2 separate regions of the Mus musculus genome follow, and region 2 is linked to region 1. The links are chromatin contacts, called in public HiChIP or PLAC-seq maps. All regions are on one chromosome and are shown on one strand. Each heading gives the region's core, a stretch centred on a gene start, on an enhancer-like site or on the middle of the called end of the contact. The rest is flanking DNA. Distances are from core to core; before and after follow the strand shown.

Evidence for each region. HiChIP or PLAC-seq counts read pairs in DNA pulled down with a chosen protein or histone mark.
Region 2: a FOXA1 HiChIP or PLAC-seq map of pancreatic cancer cells shows a contact between it and region 1. The contact joins two enhancer-like sites. A contact is called at or near these places in 1 of 15 datasets of contacts at CTCF or cohesin (the NIH/3T3 cell line), 20 of 484 Hi-C or Micro-C datasets (the N1E-115 cell line, bone marrow-derived macrophages, cerebral cortex and 9 more), 32 of 115 datasets of contacts at active chromatin or transcription factors (CD8 T cells, T-cell acute lymphoblastic leukemia, acute myeloid leukemia and 22 more) and 2 of 9 other capture datasets (embryonic stem cells and embryonic tail).

What each region holds. Positions count from the first base shown.
Region 1 is chr17:87,348,763-87,353,176 of GRCm38.p6, reverse strand. The region is part of intron 15 of Ttc7 (tetratricopeptide repeat domain 7); the gene reads right to left. Among named protein-coding and RNA genes, the nearest start is that of Gm52284, 44 kb to the right of the region's middle. Within about 2 kb of position 2,321, at least 158 of the 459 cell types and tissues checked have an H3K27ac peak or open chromatin away from gene starts, as enhancers often do. A contact at or near this core is called in pancreatic cancer cells and trophoblast stem cells, where this site is marked.
Region 2 is chr17:87,561,445-87,565,637 of GRCm38.p6, reverse strand. All of the region lies in intron 1 of Gm46587 (a long non-coding RNA gene), which reads left to right. Among named protein-coding and RNA genes, the nearest start is that of Gm46587, 7.2 kb to the left of the region's middle. Within about 2 kb of position 2,792, at least 31 of the 459 cell types and tissues checked have an H3K27ac peak or open chromatin away from gene starts, as enhancers often do. A contact at or near this core is called in pancreatic cancer cells and trophoblast stem cells, where this site is marked.

The sequences.
Region 1 (4,414 bases), core at 1,072-3,571:
GGAGTCCCTTCCTGCCAATCTGAGTGTCTCCTGGGGTGTACAAGTGTCCAGTTTCACACCCATCCTCCACCCCCCTCCCCCACACTAGGGCAGCAAGCAGAGTAGAGGATGCAGCCTCTGCCACAGAGAGACCTTCAGACTTCAATAATACAAGGGGCAAAGGTCAGCATCCAGTCTCCAGGGCAGAGGTTTAGGTCTGAAGTGGGAAAGCTCCAAGAACAGAGGTGTCTCTGGGGACCAGTGAACTTGGATGCCAGAGGGATCAGGAGGGTAGCCGGGGGTGGGGTGGAGGAAGCTGAAAAGCAGGGATAAAATCTGGAGCAGCAACAGGGGTCCCCGCTTCATGACAGAGTAACAGGATGTGCACGGACAGACACAGAGAGGAGCTGTCCTCCCTCGGGGACACCCACAGCACCAGCCAGTCCCCTAGGTGCCCGTGCAGCCGGTGATTACCACCAGGCTTCTGCAAGGAGGCCCAGCCTCATCTTGGATGCCAGGGCCATGCTAAGTGATGCAGGGCTCCCTAGATCCTCCACATCCCACTGCTCTGGGAAAGCCAGGAGGGGGAGGGGCGGGTAACTCAGGCACCTGCTCCTGGAGGGTGTGATTTTTATAGGGACTCTCACAGGCATGGCCTCCCTGAGAAGGGAGGGGCCGTCCCTAGTTTTATGACTTTCCCTCAGACTAATCTCTAACACTCGAGGGATCCTTTTTTAGCAGTTCTTAACCTTAAAGCTAATGATTTTCCCCCGTGGTGTGGAGGATTACTGTGGCCCCTGTTCCCTAATGTCGAAGGCTCATAATGATCCCTCCATCTCTTAATAAATTTAACTCAATCCGACTTTGAAGCTTTAAAAAGCAACAGCCCAAAAGTCCCAGCTTCCTGGAGCAGTAACTCACGGCCTTCAAAGGCCCCGCATGCTCCACCCGGCGAGGAGCCCCAGCCTACAGATCTGGTTCATGGTGCCCTGAACAAACTATTCCATCTGTGTGCAGCACCGACTGTCAGCTGACCCCACCCCACCAGCCTCCCAACATCCTCCTACCACAGGTCACTTAACAACCTCCCTAATAACCTCTCAGACTTGAACAGGACTCACACTACAAAAGGCCTTGCCATTTCAGGTAGGCTGAGAAGCTCTCAGTTAGGACAAAGGGGAGGTTCTGGCCTGGTAGATAGAGCCTCAGTCTCTGCATCTTTGGTTTCCAGCCAGCTTGCTAACCCTAATGGCTTCCCACTGAAGAGGCAGGCGCTTGCGGGGCAGAGCAGTTAATGCACGCACAGGGCTCTGCCCCGGTCCTAAGTCACTACAGTCACCACGGAGGTGCTCACGGGAGAGCCAAGGAGGAGAAACGCTGACCGCCAACCGCCGCTCAGCCAAGGAGTAGCTGACCTTTGAGAAGGATCTGACGGTGCCCGGTGCCCGTGATTATGCCTGGCTTAGCAGTTCCTCGGCCACATGGCCAGAGAGTCCTGGCTGCTGTCCCCGCGCACTGTGGCAGCCAAGCGTGTTTAGTGAACCCAGCAGAGTGATAAACTATGTTAGTGTTAATACCTCTGATCCCCACCCCCTCTTCAAGTGTTGGTATTTTAAGCATCCTTTTGATGTGCTACAAGCCCTTAATAAGAACAATCCAATAAACACACTGGGTTTAAGGCAGAAATGTTAGCACAAGTCCCAGGACTCTGATCCCTTCTGCTTGGTGGACTACCCCTCCAGAAATATGTCACATGCAACCTGATAAGTAGGTGTGTTGAGGTGGGGGTGGGGTGGGTAGGTGGCTCGGAGAAATGCCCTGGAGGCTCAGTTTCAGCCTTGACTGGATCTAGCTACAGTCTGGCTCCAGCTAATACCTAGTTAGATCACCTCAAACATTTTCCAAAACAGCCCTGGTTTCCTGGGGCCGATGGATGCAGCAGTTCGTTTGTTTATCTGGGGCGAGCAGTGGCTTGTGGAGAGGGCCATATTGTTCCTCCACTGGCAAGTTCCTCTGTGGCTTTGACACATGGCTCCCTCAGGACTTCCCCAGTCTCCTAGGACTAGGGGCTGGGCCAGCAGGGGCTCTCAGGAATGTCTATTGTGTCAGATAAGGGGTGGGTAGATGGCCCTGCCCACTGTGGAGGTAGGAAGAAAACACATTTACTCCCGTGTCACTTGTGGGCCCTGGGTCCTCAGAGTCAGTCTGGCGGGCTGCAGGGCTGGGCGGGGGAATGGCTGACAGCTTGGTTATTGGAAAGCTCCCATCCTTGGCCTAGGGACTTTGTTTGGTTTCTATGGTGACCTTCACTACAAGGGCCTGACTAAAGCTGAAGGAATGTGTTACCTAAAACCATCTCCCTACAGTGCTCATGGTGGTCCATCCCTCCCCACCCCAGATTCCTCTCCCTCCTGGTCAGGCTTCTCAGCTGCTTCAAAGATGGGAAGGACCAGCAGAGACAACTCTGGGCCTGCTGAAATTCTCCCATTCCCCACAGGAAGCCTGTGGGCCGCCTGGCCGTGGGCCTCCTGGTACATGTGTCCAGGGCTTAGTGGAAAGCCCAGAGGGTTTCAGGAAGCTGCTAGGGATATCTGGTTCCCATCACACCAGGTTCATACTGTCCCCGTGGAGGAGTCAGTCTGCCTCCTCACGTTTCTGCATTTTTAAACCTGAGCCGGGCTAACCGAAGGCCGTCCCTCAGCACGGGCCGGGCATCAAGACCCCTGCACTTGGCTTCCTAATCCCCAAGTAAGAAGGGTCTTCAGAAGCTGGACTCACCAGAGGCCGGGTTCTACCTTGCGTGCCCGTGTGGGGACAGTGACTGCTCCCCTGTGTCACTCACAGCCCAGCCTCATCCGGATCCCCTTCCTTCAAGCTCCTGGCTCACTCACTAAACATTGTCAGTGCCAGGTGTCGACGGAACTTTGTGGCCTCCCCTCCACACCGGGACCTCAGACACAGAAGTCCACCAACCAGGGACCTTCAGTCCGTGTCTCAGCACACTTGAGAAGCAGAAGAGTCAGGGCAGGTTGTTAAATTTATTTTATTTAAAGAGGAACACATTGCTGCCGGTGGCACCTAAGTGATAAACGTGACTCAGGGCAGTGACCTGACTTGGCTCTCCTACTAGGATAAACTTAGAAGATGGGAGTCTGCTTAGCGGTCAGCATCCTCCTTTGTCTAGGCCTCTCCCAAACAGTAGCAGGCAAAGCAACCATCCCTACACTGACCTGCTGGCTTCTGTCCTCCATGTGCGACAGTCCTTGGGTCCACTGAACTGACTGATGACTCTGCAGGAAAGGGGGCGCCTCTAGAAGGCCTGGCCACCAGGATAGCCGCTGCAAGGTGGCTTGGTGGGAGACAAGCCATGTCACAGGCCTGAGAATACACTTTGCTGGGGCTGATGAGGCCAGGCCGTGGCAGGTTGGTCTGTTGTTTTGCTGAGCAATATTTACTGGACTGGTGGTTTAATTAGTTGCTAGCAACAGCTGGAGTCCCATACGGCCTGCTCTTAGCACGGGGCCAGCTGGGGAAGCGGGACACGCAGCCGAAAAGCAGTGACATTTTTCAGTGATCCCTGACCTGTAATGGATTCAATGACATTTCCTGATAATCCATGGGTTTCTGTACCCCAGGGTTTCATCTGTGGGGAACAGTTTTAATTTATTGGCAAAGGGAATTCCTATCTGTTAGTTTTGTAGCCTTTTAGGGCCAGTTCAGATCAAAGCAGAGCTGATAAAGACGGACTTCTCCACGTCATTGGATCCCACTAATTGAGCAAACCGAGTGAGGGAGGTCTCCACGGGGTAGATCACCCCCATTCCCTCGTGCTCTGCAGAACAGCGCACTGTAGTAACAGGGAACAATACTGTACAGGGTCTCACACCCTAGAGCAGCTTCTGCAGCTCCCCGGGTGCAGTCTCTGTCAGTGAGCAGTTCTCATGGCATAGGCTGCCCCCTTAAGGCTCTTCCTGCAGAAGCAGAGACACTATTTTCCAGGCAGCTCCACAAGAACACTGTGGGGGTGGGGGTGGCGTGGGGGTGGGGCAGGGAGGGGAAGAAAAGCACCAGGGAGTGAGGACAGTCAGGATGCACAAAGGCAAACACCCACTTCCACCATCACCACGGTTCTGGGGTCTCCGTCCCTTTAAGAACCTGCTGAAAGCTATCTCCTTGCACATAGAAAAGTTCTCACTCATGGGGCTCCTCCTGAGGTAGGGGGTGGGAGGGGGTGGGGAAGTGGGGGCAGGGGAGTGGTGGGCATCAATCTCAAAGCCCAAACCTCTCCATCTGCCTGTAAGGAGAACAGGGCACGTCCTGGGGAGTGCAGCTGGGCAGAGCAGTGGGGCTCACTCACACCACAAGGGAGTGAGGGGGCTGGCTCACACCACAAGGGAGTGAGGGGGCTGGCTCACACCACAAGGGAGTGAGGGGC
Region 2 (4,193 bases), core at 1,543-4,042, 210 kb before region 1:
GACCCAAATGGTGGAAAGAGAGAACCAAATTCCCCTTATTATCCTCTGATCTCCACACACACACGGTGGGCATGCATGTACCCATCAACACTGTCTTAGTCATGGTTTCTATCGCTGTAATGAAACACCATGACCAAAAGCAACCTGAGGAGGGAAGGAGAGCTAAATGGTCTACCATCCAAGGAAGTTACAGAGAGCACTTGGGGCAGAAGCTGATGCAGAGCCCATGGAGGAGTCCTGCCTACTGGCTTGCTCTTCATGGCTTGCTCAGCCTGCTTTCTTATAGCACCTAGGACCATCAGTCCAGAGGTGACCTCACCCACAGTGGGCCCTCCCATATCAACCATCAATCAAGAAAATCACAACAGGTGTGTTCACAGGTCTATCCTATAGAGGCATTTTCTCGGTTTAGAGTCTTCTTTCCAAATGACCCTAGTTTGTGTCAAGTTGATATAAAAACCTAGCAAGTGCACACGCGCGCGCACACACACACACCACATAAACACACATGCAGGCAGACAGAGACACACACACATACAAATACACATGCAGATATATATACACACACAGTGAATAAAATGTAATTTACAACTTTTATGGAGATGGAAGGGTGGATCCGTGGTTTAGAGCCCTGGATACTTTACCAGAGGGTCTAGAGGTTCCACCCCCAGCTCCGACATGGTAACTTTAGTAACAGGGATCCAACATCCTCTTCTGGACTTGAGGGCACCAGGGATGTATGTACACGGACATATGTGTAAGTAAAACACTCACACCCAGAAGATGAAAAGGTAATAATAAAATAAACTCTTAAACAACAACAACAAAAAGAGCCCTGGTTGTTCTTCCAGAGGACCCAGATTAGATCCCCCGCACTCACGAGGCAGTTCACAACCATGTCTGATTCCAGTTCCAGAGGAGCCAATGCCCTTGTTTGGTTTCTGTGGACACACACACATAACACACATAACACACACACACACACACACACACACACGTAAATAAATCATAAATAAAAGGGTGGTATGGTGGTAGGCACACCTTTGCTCACAGTGCTAAGGAGGCAGAAGCAGGAGATCTCTGAATTTGAGGGTAGCCTGGTCTACAGAGCGAGTTCTAGGAAGGACAATCAGAGCTACACAGAGAAACCCTTTCTTGAAAAACAAACAAACAAAAATAAAAATTGTGTGAGAAAAAACTTTTCTTACCAAATCAGTTAGCTCACATATTATTCATCATTTTATTGGGCCCCATAAACAGAACCAAGCATTCCCTTACAGACTGTAACTAGGGCACTCAGCTCTCAAAGGTAGTAATTGTTATGTCCTTTATTACTGGCATATCTTAACAAATGCCCGGCCTGGCATCTGTTCCAATATCACAGGCTATCTTTGTGTTGTGTGAAAATAAAAACAGTCACAGACAGAGGGAGTTGGGAAACTGAAGTATCACTCCCAGCCCTGCTTGACTGACCAGTTCTCCCTTGGGCAAGACATGCCTCTCACCAGGCCTCCTTTCCCTTGTTTGTAAACACTCTCTGAGCCTCCCAAACAGCCTGGAGTGGAGTCACCTAGGGTGCTGGCTAAACATGCAGACCCCAGAGCCCTCTGGGGGCAGGGCTGGGTGACAGCCAGAATCCAGAGCCCTCTGGGGACAGGGCTGGGGTGATGGCTAGAATCCAGGTTTGTTTAGTTTGGTCTAGTCTTTGCAGACAGAGTCTATCTCAGGATGGTTTAGAACTCACTATCTTCCTGCCTCAGCCCACCCCTTCCCCCCACCTCCCGCCAAGGGCTGGAACTTTGACCAAGGCTGAGGTGGAGTCTATAGGGTCTTTTTTCACTTTGGTACTGCAGACTCACTTGATCTGAGTCTGCATGCTTGCCTAGTCAAGTACTCTGACAAACATTTTATAGTTATTCACTGAAAGAGTCTCTCCACATAGTTGTCCAGGTGAGCCTTTATCTTACCACCTCCCTCCCTGGCATCCTCAGTAGCTAGGATGACAGGCGTGTGCCACCGGGGCAGGCTGAAGTCAGTATCCTTCATCCAAGCAGTTCAGAGGATTCTTTTTCTCACCACATTTGGAAACCATGAACACCAGACGGTTGCTAAGGGCTCAGATTATGCTATGATCAGTAATTTATAAAAATAGTCTTCTGGAAAAAGAAAAAAAAAACCATGAAGCTGAAAAATGATCCTGACACAAAACGTCTCCCATTTCCTGGGCATAGTTTGTGAAGACCCTCGGCTTTTGTTCCTAACACAGGATCGACACACTTAACAGTGCCCTTGTGCAATGGAAACCTAGCTTAGGTGTTCCTTCCTCTGGTGGCCTTTGGCTGGAATTTTGCCAGGGCCCAGCCTCCTCTCCCCACCCCCCACCCCCCACCTGCCCACAGAGGTAGAAATTCTTTGGGACCTCAACAAATATTTCCCCAGACTCCTGCATGACTCAATCCTCAGTTCCTTAACTGGGTGTTCACTGCAGTGTCAATTTGCTTATCTGAGATGCTTTTCGTAGGATGAAGGCTTGCGTCTGCTACCCTCCTCTAGACTTGGTTTTTCTCCTTAGCACTGTCTAATCTACTGACTATTTCATCCGTCTGTGTTACTTCTCATGTGTCTGGTCCCTGCTACATCCTCAGTGCCTATACTAGAACATAGTAGATGCTCAATAAATATCTGTAGCTTCAAGGAATGAGATATTTGCTGGATGAGTCAAAGAGTAAATACGTGATTCCTAGGAAAGGGCTCAACCTTTGACCCATGGGAACAGACACTCCAGCCCCAAGTCAGGGCCCAGCCTACCATTAGACATCCACCTTACCTCTGGCTCACACATACGGTAACGGTTGTACACTGTACTGAGAAGTCACTCCTGTGGCCCTGAACTAATTGGATCTTTTGGACACAGTTGCCCCTCCCCCTTCTTTCTCTTTCCTGCCATCAGGATCCTTTGAGAACTCAAGCTAAGTGGTGGTGGTGGTGGTGGTGGCAGAGGCGTTGGTGGCAGTGCATGCCTTTAGTTACAGCACTCAGGAGGCAGAGACAGGCAGATCTCTGTGAGCTCGAGGCTAGCCTGGTCTACAAGTGAGTCAGTCCAGAAAAATCAGGGCTCTGTTACATAGAGAAATCCTGTCTTGCCACCCTCCCGAGAGAGAGAGAGAGAGAGAGAGAGAGAGAGGAGTGTAGAGCAGGTTAAAGTATTTACTTTCTGTGGAGTTCTAGTTCTGATCCCTAACACTGAATAATCAATAAATTAAGTAGTAAAGAGGAGATTGTGGGACGCCTGACTTGCCAGCAAGTGAGACGCCACAACAGGATCCTTCTACAACACGTTTATTGGGAGAGCATGGACGGCGTAGGCGAAAGACCCCGAGCCCCAGAAATGGCGCTGCTTATATAGGCCTAGGAGTGACGTGTCCATACCTGATTGGTTATGCTACCAGTACCTCATTAATATGCGTCGGGCCAGGCAGTGACTAGGCAAAAAACTCTTATGCACGTGCGCACATTGGTTGTTTACCCATAATCATGGGTGGTGGCCAGTGGTAGCCAGCGCCATCTTGTAATGGCGTTTGTGGCTTCCCACAGGAGATCACCCTGGGATCCACTCATACCCAAAGGCACGAGACATGACAAACAGACCATGACAGAGATGAAACTAGGCCAGAACACTAGCTTCTTGGCTGCTTCGTCATCGTTGGTCTAGGCTTACCAGGAAACAGTCACAGGTGCTCATTGCAGGAAGGATTGTTGCCACGTCAAAGGACTACCATCGTGAGCAGTGCTGTGGGGAACTGTGAGCGAGGCTCCAGGAGAAAAGGCAGAGGGCACTTTGTTCCCTGAATTGTTCTCAGACATGATTTTGTGCCTCCTGCAACAAACATTGGCATTCAAATTTCAATTTATTCTTGATGGATGTCAGATCATACGGTAGAACCCAGCCTGGTCAGCGAACCCTGAATCTGATACGGCCTTCTGCCTTGCTTCCATGCTTTCCCAGATAGAATCTATAGTACGTCCAGGCAACTGTGCTTCCGTGGGTCTGTCCTGACGAAGTTCTGGGATAGGGCTGCTCTGTCAGTATTCAGTATGTGCTTACTGATGTTTATTTATGTGTTGTTTTTTTCCTGAACTCAAACCCTTCCTTGGATCACTGCTTGCTGTGTTTCATGTGTGCATAAAAACAC